Linked DNA regions of Sus scrofa: region 1 is linked to region 2. A link is a contact called in public Hi-C data. All regions are on one chromosome and are shown on one strand. Each heading gives the region's core, a stretch centred on a gene start, on an enhancer-like site or on the middle of the called end of the contact. The rest is flanking DNA. Distances are from core to core; before and after follow the strand shown.

Region 1 (5,824 bases), core at 1,790-4,289, 220 kb after region 2:
AACATCCATGGCATAAAGAAACAACCAGTTCAGTGGCAAGAAATATCCAGATCCTTCTTGGTAGGCCAGGGTACTTTTGGCAAGAGAACATTCCTCTGTACTAAGGTCCAGACCTAGTAGTCCTTGTCCAGGGTAGACCAGATCCTTCTTGGTAGGCCAGGGTACTTTTGGCAAGAGAACATTCCACTGCACTAAGGTCCAGACCTAGTAGTCCTTGTCCAGGGTAGGATAACTTGAGACAGTATAGGGAGGTTTTGAAACACAGTAAAAGAATGCATCCAAAGTAAGCAAAAAGCAATGCCAGTGGTCAAGTCTGAAGAGCCAGCTGAAGCTGTGGGTGGGCTAATGAGTAATGCAGTAAAAAGTAATAGGGATTGAAGTGTGTCAAACGCAGATCTAGAAATAAGTTGGAGGGAAGGGCATTTTATTTCGATCGTGATTGGCACCACTGAAAGTGGATGAGAGACAAGAAGGAAAAGTACCAGTTAGAAAGCACTGCAAAATTTAAGTAGATGATAACGACCTGAAATAAGACAGCAATACTGGGTTCAAGTGTGAGAAAAATTTAGGAAGCAAACTGCATCACACTTGATAAACAATGGATATGTGATTGAGAAGATAGTTGTAAAAATGCTGCCGTGGTGCCCAGGAACAACACCTTGCAGAGTTTGGGATACAGACTAAACCTGTGACTGGTATATATTGACCCAACAGCTAGAGCATCAGGAGTCTGAGAAGCAAAGAAAGGAAGTAACATTAGCCTCTATCATCATTCTTAATGAACAACCCATCTGTTTGTTTATATTTCCCGTCACCTTTGGTTCTGCCAAATTAGAGGTCCAAATTCTCAGTGGGGGAATGTTTGTATTAGTGGACATATAAGTCCATCAGTGGACTGAAATAGAAGGCATGACTTGAAGCTACCACATCACTTTGAGATCCTTGTGCTAGTGCCTTGCAGATAAAGATCCAGGTAAAAATGACCCTGACAGTAAATAATGCTGGAATGTGATTAATTCTCAAAGAGAAAAACATAAAAGAATGCTGCAGAAATCTAGATGATGGGGAAGTTTGGAAATGCAGAAGTGTAAAGATAAAAGGCCAAAAGATTGGGCAATGCATAAAGGCTAATCAGAACAAATAATAATGAGAGAGCTACATATTTTATTGTATCAAAATATTGTCAAATACCCCTTTGAAAGTGTGTCTGCTGGAAATAAAGGTGCATCTGTGTACAATCTAGTTATATTTTCTTGGACTTGGAGTGATATCATCTCATCCTTATTCTTAATAATGATGATGAGATAACCCCTGACGGCAAAATCCTAACACATTTTTTTTCTATTGCCATGAATGCCCATTGGATAGAACTTCTGTGTCTATAGACAAGATTTATTTTTGCACTACTCTCAGTTATCTATGTCTTACTAAGTTGTATTAAGAGCTTCCACAGATTTAACATTTTAAAATGGAGAGGGACATGCTATAGACAATGTGCACTTCCCATCCAAGTACAATTTTTCTTTGCATAGTTGTCGTAGTGGTAATATTTCTGTTAACATGTGTGATATAAACAGGTTACTGTTACATAACTAAAAACAAGTTAAATCCTGAAGAACCAAAAAATAAAACAATGTGTAAATTATTTAGAAGGTGCTGGTGCAAGACTCTGGCCTTAGCATCAAACAAACCTGAATTCTAGTTCTATGTTTTTACTATTTATCAGCTGACTGACCTTGGACAAGTCATTTAACCTCTTTCGGTCTCAGTTCCTTCCATCTGTGAAATCAGGCACTGGAACAAATGCTTTCTAAAGCATCCCCTCCTCTTGCCCCCTGGACTCATATCTGTAGACAAGAAGCAGTGACTGTTGATGTGAGGTATCATGTAATGTCTCTTGTGGATAATCCATACATGGATAATTGAGACTTGGCTTCAAATGAGCAGTGTGATTACAGTTACCAACCTAAATGATTCCAGCAAATGACAAGTCTTTAGGGCTTTTGAAATGCCACCCATTTTACTGTGTATATTTAATGAAATGCTAATGTAATTTTGCTAAACATGCAGTGCTTATCATTACACATGATGGATTAGAAATCTGAGTTTCCAATGGTAGCAAACTGTCATAGGAGTGATTAAGCACTACAATTATGGGAACACCTACCTTTTCTATTAGAAAGTCATTTTTTTTTTTCAGCTTGTGTCAGTTAAAATTACAAGAGACTGTGAATGTCAGGCAAAGGATATGTGTTTAAAGTCTGGTTTAAGAACATTCACAGATATAGAGAACATACTTGAAGTTGCCACGGGGGAGGTGGTTGGGGGAGGGACAGAACAGGAGGCTGAGGTTAGCTGATGTAAACTACTGCATATAGAATGAATAAACAACAAGGCCCTGCTGTGTGGCACAGGAAACCATATGCCACATCCTGTGAGAAACCCTGATAAAAATATTAAAAAAGAATGTATCTACACATACATACCAAATCACTTTGCTATACAGCAGAAATTAGCACAACATTGTAAATCAACTATACTTCAATTAATAAAAGAGAACATTCAACTCCAACTCTGCTTGCATGGTGTCGTCTGAGTCAGCAATGTCAGTGTGGTCTCTTGGGCGACACTGTGTTTCACCGACAGAGTGACGTTGCACAGCTAAAACTGTATCATCCGAACAAAGATTCCAGTTTCTGGAAAGCAGTATCTTTCAAGTTCTAGTAATCCACACAATTGTTTTGCACCGACAGAACACTGACAGGAGTCCCTGTAGGACTGTCCGTTCCCATGGTGGCCCCCTGGTGGTCAGAAGGACTTTGAATGTGTTTCTTGGCTGAATATGTAAAAAAAGTGTGTGTGTGTGTGTGTGTGTGTGTGTGTGTGTGTTTAATTTTGTGAGGAGAGGAGGAGAAAGACTTTCAGAGGTTACAATGGAATAAATGCTAGTACATTTCTTCCCCATAAACAGAAATCCTCCAAAGTCCACTGAAAGCTGTTCTGTCAACTATGGTCTCAGCTGTTGTGAAGACTGGCATCTTGATTCAGTGCAGCCAAGTCACAGGAGCCTGAAGACCACAGCCTGAGCCCTGGGTAGTCAAGCCCTTAGGTCAATGCAGTTTCGGTTTCCTATATTATAAACCTAGAAATCAAAACAAATGAACTGTCCAGCCCCCCTTATATTCCTTCACTGTATGGTTCTATTAAATAAAGTCTCTCATCAGCAGCTCCCTCAGAAAGCAAACGTTTACATAAATATTCCGGTTAAAATACTCTGAATTTGAAATACTTGGAAAGAAATGAGAAAGTTCTGTTCTCTTCTGATGAAATAGTTGCAGTACTTTTTTTCCAAAAATTAATTTTTAAAATATTGATTTATTTTAAAAATGTTACTGAGCCTGTAAGAGACAACCTCCTAGATTGGGGTGGAGATGAGGAGAGGAGATGTGAAGAGGGAAAAAGCACGTACAGTATGTCACACAGGAGTGCACAGTTTGCAGATGAAAAAACTAAAGCAACCCACTGTGACAAAAATTGGAACTTGACAAAATAATTTGAACCATACGGAAATGTTGAAGGTCATGCTTTCGTAGGATTAACCTGCACAAAACAAGCCAATCACATGCACACATGCACATACACACACACTCATCGGCAGCCTGAGTTCTTCACCTACTTTAAGTACACATTAAAAGTAATAGATATATTGACAGAGTGGGGTGCTTTACATGCATTATCTCACTTAGTTATGATAACAGTGCTGTGAAGGAAGCATTGTTATTCTTGTTTTACATCTGAGGAGGTGAAGCAAAAAGCCCAGGTAATTCTCTCAAGAGCCAAAGCCAGTAAGAGGTGTGACTGGGATTCGCCTCCTTAGCTTGAACTCTTAATTCTTCGCCTGTATTTGACGTTACTCTGGTGCCCCGCCTGGTTGAACTGCTGCGACTGAACTGCTGCTCAGATCAAAAACCACTGTTCCAGAGGTGAGTGCTGGTCTGAGGCGAATACATTTTGACTTTCTGTAACTCTAGGGTACTAAAGCAGCAGGGTGCCAAAAATATTAAAGAAAGTCCTAAAGGTTAAGATTTACAAGCATTCAGGACAGATTATTATTAATTATTATTTTATATTGAGATAAAAACCACATAACATGAAATTTACCTTCTTAATACTTTTTTTTTTAAGTGCATATTGGTAACCCTGCTTGTGGCAGAGCTCTAGAACTTTTTTCTCTTGCACGACTGAAACTCTACACCCATTTGAACATCGCCTTCCCATTTTCCACTCCCCAGCCCGCGCCAACTATCAGTCTGCTCTGTTTCTGCGAGTTTGATGACTTCAGATATACCAAACAAAGGGAGTCGTGTAGTATTTGTCCTTATGTGAGTGGCTTCTTTCACTTTACAGAGGTCACCATGTAGCATATGACAGGATTTCTTTCTTTTTAAGGCTAATATCCCACTGCATGTATATGTTAAGTTTTCTTTGTTTCCACTCATCTGCCAAAGGACATTTAGATTGTCTCCATTTCTTGGCTATTATAAAAATGCTGCAATGAACACCACAGTGCAAACAGCTCCTGGAAATCTTGTTTCCAATTCTCTTGGATGAATATCCAGAGGCAGGATTGCTAGATCATATGGTGGTTCTATTTTTAAAGGAAACTCCATACTGTTTTCCACAGTGGCTCCACCATTTTATATTTCCACAAACAGTGCACAAGTGTTTCAATTTCTCCACACCCTTGCCAACACTGTTCTTTCTTTTCTTTAAAAAAAAAAAATAATGGCCATCCTAACAGGTGTAAGGTGATTTCCTTGTGATCTGATTTGCATTTCCCTTATAATTAGGGATGTTGAGCATTTTTTAGCATAACTCTTGGCTATGTGTTTGTTTCCTTTGGAGAAATGTCTATACTAATGATTATTTGCTTTGCCTTATGAAGCAAAGTTCACTCCTTTACCATGAATAAAAAGCAACTGAATTCCTTGCAAAGAGCACACACTGAACACATGCTGCAGAAGGTACACTGAGCCTACAAGGATGTACATCTTCCCTTCTTGAAAAGCAATTTGCATGACTTGGAAGAGAAGCAAGTTATGCATATTCAAATCCCATTATAAGGCAAAGCCCGAAATGTTTACATGAATGTACTGATTTCAGTGTGGATGCCATGCTGGCGGGGAGCTAACAGTTATTAATCACATACCATCACATACGAATCTAACTTGGTGAGTAAAGATTATTATCAGAGCTATCTGAGGCTCCGAGCAGTTAAGTCATGTGTCCAGGGTCCCCAGCAAGTAGACCAAAAAGTCAACATTTGAACTGAATCCCAAGTTCATCATCTTTCCTAGTGCAACATTTTGTTTTCTTTTCTTTGGGAATTGAGGGGAACTTTAGAGAAATTTGACGTTGGAGCTGAAATTTAAAGAATGGACCAGTCAGAATTAGAGAGATAAATAGTCTCACAGGTTATTCTGCTATCTCTGTGATCTGCCTTAGAAATAAAGTGATAAGTTCCAAGACAACTTGGGACCTATGGAGGTGGGGGTGAGTTTCTGAAGTATGCATTAAAAGCCCTATTCACCCACAGGCATTGTTTACCTTGCAAGGACCTCCTCATTTCAGAAACCGAGTCTTCTAATTAGTGAGTGAAGCATAACCCTTCCTTTGTTTGTTCTCAACACTTCTCATTTCCTAGGGACCTCAGGCCCTTACTTCCATCCAGAGCAATTGCCCTAAAGTGAACTTCTCACAGCTGGGATCTTTTTTTTTTTCTTTTTCTCTTGAGCATCAGCTATTCCTTAATTTTTAAATGCAA
Region 2 (5,717 bases), core at 23-2,522:
CTATAGAAAGTATCTAGAGAAGCAGCAGGCTGCCAAGTCTGGTGTCAGAGAAACATAGTTAACATGCATTTCTCCCCTGCCACCATTACTTTCTTTCACTTATATATTCCATTTTGGCATTTTGGTACCCGAGACACAATTTTACTTATAGCTACATTAAAATATGAATATCAGTTGTGGAGGTTTGCTAGCAACAATTATGCCAGTAAAATTATCGTTCCGTCTAAGCATTTCAGAAAAGCACAATTCGACCTACTCAGAAACATTTCCTAGTAATCTAGGTTCCTTTCACCATGAATTCTATTTAAAGTCATAAGAAAAAAGCAAGACATAGAAATGTAATTATTTAATCTAAAATGTGACAGGCAGTAATGGTTCTCCTTTATCCGAGGACAGTGTGTCTCATACTTGAAAGTTAACTAAAGGGCAGTGATTCTTTATGAGTCTTCCCTTGGGTGACCATTACTGAGCGTCTAAGGTGAAGTTCTAAGTCAGGGCATTCCTCCTCCCTCCCTACCCTGAAAGAGTATTAGAGAAGTGTCACTTCAACAAAGCAAGTCTGGACTCAATGCCAAAAAATTTTAAGCAAGAGAATTTTATATGCAGATTGCCTAATACAAGACAACTTTATAGTTTATAGAACATTTTTTTTAGTGTTGTTCCCTGTTAAATTTTATTATATAAGGCACATCCTTTTTTTCTTTATTTCAATCCTTAAATAAGAAAATAGAGTTGCATGAAGGAACATGATGGAGAATAGTGTGAGAAGAAGAAAAAAATACACAACACACACACACACACTCATATATATATGTATAGCTGGGTCACTTTACTGTACAGTAGAAATTGACAGAACACTGTAAATCAACCATAATGGAAAAAATAAAAATCATAAAATAACAAAAAAAGGAAATAGATTTGTTGCTTCTCACCCCAGAAACTTCTTTACAGAATCATAGGAGCTTAGAATTGCAAGGGACATTTTAAGTCAGCCGACATTAGAAATTAGCTACTTTAAACTTTTGCTAAATGCTCCTTTAAAAGACAAAAACAAAAACTGCCACTTGACACAAGGGAAAGCAAGATTCTGTGAATGCCTGAACTCTGTTTCATGTCCTACTTCTGTCTTCCTCTGAACTTTGTTTAAATGGCTTTACCAGGAGGACTTTCCAGGGGTGGGGTTGTGTGCTGGAACACGTGTAAGACTCCACTGTGCCCTGCCTTCTAGGGGGAGGTGATTTCAGCAGGGGATTTTTGCTCCAAGGATGGAGGGTGTATGTGTGCTTTTGCTTTTTTTTTTTCTTCCCCCTGCTCAGCACAGCTGGTAGTTCCCTACTGACTGGTGTTTGTTTTGGAGTCACGTGGCAAACGGGGTTTCTGCCAATGTTTATTCATTACACATTCAAATATAACACTCTAACGCCCATTCACTGGACCACTTCAGTGTTGCTATCCAATTCTCCTGCCAGAAACGGAAAGTTTATTCCCAGAGCAAAAGCTGCTTTCTTTGCCAATGCGGGTTTCATGCATAACAGGCATATTTTAGGACTGTTGCTTTTTAAAATATTAAGTTCGTTTAATCATTTCGTGTTTACATTATGTGAGATGGGTCGGTCCTATCTGAAATGTTTCTTAATTGGTACCGTATTGATTAGAGAATAACTTCCTTGTACGTGGGAAGGAGGATCACGATGCCTTCCTTCATCACTACGCTGATAGAAACGGAAGCAGTTTTACTCCTCTTTGGGGCCTCTCGCTGTGGGAGAGGCCCCAGAGATAATACATCTCTGCTATATTGTGTGGGCACAAGGCCACGTGACTTGTTCTGGCCAATGACCTGAGGATGACGGTCACTTTATTCTTTTTTTTTTTTTTTTTTTGGCCACCGCATAGGCATGTGGAAGTTCCCAGGCCAGGGATCGAAGTAATGCCACAGCAGTGGCAACGCTGGGTCCTTAAGCCACTGTGCCACCAGGAAATTCCTGGTGGCCACCTTCTACCAGAGGCTTTAAGAGCCAGTGTGAGGTCCATCCCTCTTGCTCTCACTCTGCCCCGTAACTGGCTATTCCAGGTAGAGGTCGCTTTGTCCTCTGGGTCCAGCTGTAAACACAAACTACATCGAAGCCACAGGTAACATGGGACATGAAAAAGAGATCAAGCTTTGTTACTGTGAGCCCTTGCGATCTGAAGGCCATGTGTTGCTGCAGCATAACCTGGCTCATCCTGACCAATGCAGGCTGCATACCAGAAAGAGCAGGTAGAACCTAAGTTCAAACCTTAGTCCTGCCATTACATAGTGATGTGAATTTGGACATGCCTAGGTGTCCATGACCTTTACAACCCAAACCTCAGTCTCTCAGGAGTGGGCACAACAACCACCACCCTCTGGATCTCACAGGATTGGTATGAGGCTAAAACGCATCATTTATGTTACTGAAAAGGATCATCCTGCCTTTATAACTACAAAGCCCTGGGACAGTTGGCTTTTCCCTCTTTAGTGAGTTGCATATACTGATTTTCACTTCTTTTCAACTTTCGAATAAGTAGAAGTTCCGAAGTGTATCATCCTCACAAAGTTTTATAGGCAGTTAAGCACACACACTCACATATTCTTGTCTGAGAATGGCACTTCTGACTGTGCAGGACGATTCTTTTTAAGCCTCCAGCTTTGAAAGTAGAGTCATGTTGAGCCATGTGGATACTTGCTCGGCCAGGCCAATCAGCTGATTATATTTTTTCTAAGCCATAAGGCCAAACTGCTTCCCTTTTTGTTTTTTGTTTTTTATTTTTAGGGCCGTATTCACGGCATCTGGAAGTTCCCAGGCTAGGGGTCAAACCAGAGCTGCAGCTGCCGGCCTACACCACAGCCACAGCCAGACAGGATCTGAGCCGTGTCTGCCACCTACGCCATAGCGCAGGGCAACGCTGGATCCTTAACCCACTGAACAAGGCCAGGGATCGAACCCACTTCCTCATGGATCCTAGTCAGGTTCGTTAACCGCTGAGCCACGAAGGGAACTCCCTGCTCCACTTTTTGAGAGAACATTATTAATGATAGGATATTATTATATCATTTATTTTACTAGGAAGAATTAGGGGAAAGAATATTACTTTAGAGTCATGTAGACCTGACACTTAATAGTAAATATTTATTGAATAAATGACTGAATCAACTCAAATCTCACCAACAACTTCTAACTGTGTGATCTTGTGCAAAACACTTAACCTTTCTGAGCTTCAGTTTGCTCACTTGCAACATACAAAATAATAATCTCCTCCTAGTGCTTTTTTTAAAAAAGTGGACTAACAAAGTGGTAGAGGTATGAGGGATCTCAGAATGCTTAGTAAAAATTTAATAAGCATGAAAGTTTATTAGCTATGCTATATCCTGGAGTGGATAGCCAGCCTATAGAAAAAAGAGTGGGCTTTTGAGCTTGTTTGCAAGGTTCCATTAACAAGGGCTTGAGATTTCTTCTGAAAAAAATCAATAGCATTTTGATAAGACTATGCTTTCTTTGCCACAGAAGCAATATCATCATATACGTGCACCTGAGCAAAGCATTTAAAATGCTTCTGACATGGAAAAGCTTCAAGGCCCTGCTTGGGAAAAGCTTTCCTAACAAAAGGAGCCACATTGCCTCCCGTTGCCTGGTTTCTAGATTGGTTTTCCATCTCCTCTTACCTGCACTGCTTTTCTCTCTCAGTGCCAGGATCTGCCTCTTTAATATACTTGCAGGTCCTTGAAAGGCCCTTCTGCTGGGGCTCCTTAGTATCAAACTTAAGAACTTACATCAGTGACAGTAAGGTGGGTGGCAAACGTCTAAAGGATCTGCATCCACAAAGGGAGGAGAGGCGTCAGTGATACACCCGGTGCTTTTGCAAGTATTTATTATTCATTTAATCCTTGCAACAACCCTGTGGGATAAATGGCTTTATTTATTTGCATTTTGCAGTGGTGATTTTATTTTTTTTAAATTTAATTAATTAATTAATTTTTTCATCTTTTTGCCTTTTCTAGGGCCACTCCCACGGCATATGGAGGTTCCCAGGCTAGGGGTCTAATCGGAGCTGTAGCCGCCGGCCTACACCACAGCCACAGCAATGTGGGATCCGAGCCGTGTCTGCAACCTACACCACAGCTCGTGGCAACGCTGGATCCTTAACCCACTGAGCGAGGCCAGGATCAAACTCGCAACTTCATGGTTTCTCATCGGATTCGTTAACCACTGAGCCACGACAGGAACTCCCTTGCAGTGGTGATTTTAAAACGAGGACATCAGAGTACAGAGAGGTTCATGCATTTGCCCAAAATGACATCACCCATCAGTGGTGTAGCTAGAAATTGCGTGCAAGTCTGTTAAGTTGCAAAACCATGTTTTCTTCCTGCCATTATCATGTCTCACTGTTTACTGACTCTTCCCTACCTCTGTGCATGGTGCAATGAAGTCCAAACAGTGTGATGTGTTGCGGAGAGCGCCTCTGGAGCTAGGGGACCTGTGTTCTCACACTGATAATGTCATTCATTAATTATGTGCCCTTAGGCAGTTCACTTATCATCTGTGCACCTCAAGTGCTTCATTTGTTAAAAAGAGAGAAAATCATCCCTTTCAGGCAATGTCAGTGAGAAAACGAGAGACAAGGTAAGTAGAGTGAGTGCCTGGCATAGAGGAGATTCAGTTAGTGAAAGCTACCGATTGTATTACTGTTATCCTCAAACTAATCCTAGAGTAAGATAACTCTGCAGAGTTGTACTGGATGACTGTCCAATGGACAATCAGGTACCATGCAGATGGGAAGGGAGGTGCACGAGAGATCATCTCTTGCTTGAATAATTGGGTAAGATTGATACAGGGATGGTTACCAGACTACAGATTCCACAATGGCAGGGCTCGTGTCTCCTTTCCTTTTTCTTAGCTTTGTTTCTGTAGAGTGGAGGACAGTGGGTTTGAGCACAGACTAAGTGCTCTGTCTACACAAGTGTAATGAATGATTGAATGAAGGTTGGTCCTTGGATTTCCCGTCGTGGCTCAGCGGTTAACGAATTTGACTAGTATCCATGAGGATATGGGTTTGATCCCTGGCCTTGCTCAGTGGGTTAAGTGTCTGGCATTGCCGTGAGCTGTGGTGGAGGTCCCAGGTGTGGCTCGGATCCCGTGTTGCTGTGGCTGTGGTGTAGGCTGGCAGCTGAAGCTCTGATTTGACACCTAGCCTGGGAACCTCCACATGCCTCTGGTGCAGCCCTAAAAAGCAAAAAAAAAAAAAAAAAAAAAAAGCCGGTTCTTAATGATGGATTTGGAAGAAGACTGGAGTGAAGGCAAAATGTGCTTTTAAAAGGTAGGATGGCCGGAAAACCTACAGCATTTATGGAAGATAAAAGGAAGTGCCTACAGCAGTTACGTAAGATGGAAAGGAAAGCGAGGAGGAGAGGTGATTGGGAAAGTAAGGTGGGAGGTCACAGAAAGTAAGTTTCAAATATGATATAACATGAGAGTCAGTAGTATCCAGTACTACGGAGAGTTTGAAAAAAAAGACTGATTCAGTCATCAGGCAAAGAAGAGACCAATCACTGTCCTTATTATAAGATAATTACAGGAATTGCCTTGTGACACAGCAGGTTAAGGATCTGGCATTGTCACTGCTGCAATTCAGGTTGCTCCTGTGGCGTGGGTTCAGTTCCTGGCCCAGGAACTTCTGCATGCAGTGGGCGAGGCCACAAC

What was found. Hi-C and Micro-C count contacts between places; a contact is called where the count stands out from the background.
Region 1: a contact with region 2 is called in a Hi-C map of liver, with 3 times the contacts expected there. The contact joins two enhancer-like sites. A contact is called at or near these places in 1 of 47 Hi-C or Micro-C datasets (liver) and 1 of 2 datasets of contacts at active chromatin or transcription factors (alveolar macrophages).

Annotation. Positions count from the first base shown.
Region 1 is chr5:91,113,587-91,119,410 of Sscrofa11.1, forward strand. LOC102159120 (a long non-coding RNA gene) reads left to right here. Exons shown (of 9, transcript XR_002344338.1): 9 at 1-1,240. Among named protein-coding and RNA genes, the nearest start is that of BTG1, 300 kb to the left of the region's middle. Within about 2 kb of position 3,040, at least 24 of the 83 cell types and tissues checked have an H3K27ac peak or open chromatin away from gene starts, as enhancers often do. A contact at or near this core is called in liver, where this site is marked.
Region 2 is chr5:90,894,094-90,899,810 of Sscrofa11.1, forward strand. No RefSeq gene overlaps it. Among named protein-coding and RNA genes, the nearest start is that of BTG1, 82 kb to the left of the region's middle. Within about 2 kb of position 1,273, at least 29 of the 83 cell types and tissues checked have an H3K27ac peak or open chromatin away from gene starts, as enhancers often do. A contact at or near this core is called in liver, where this site is marked.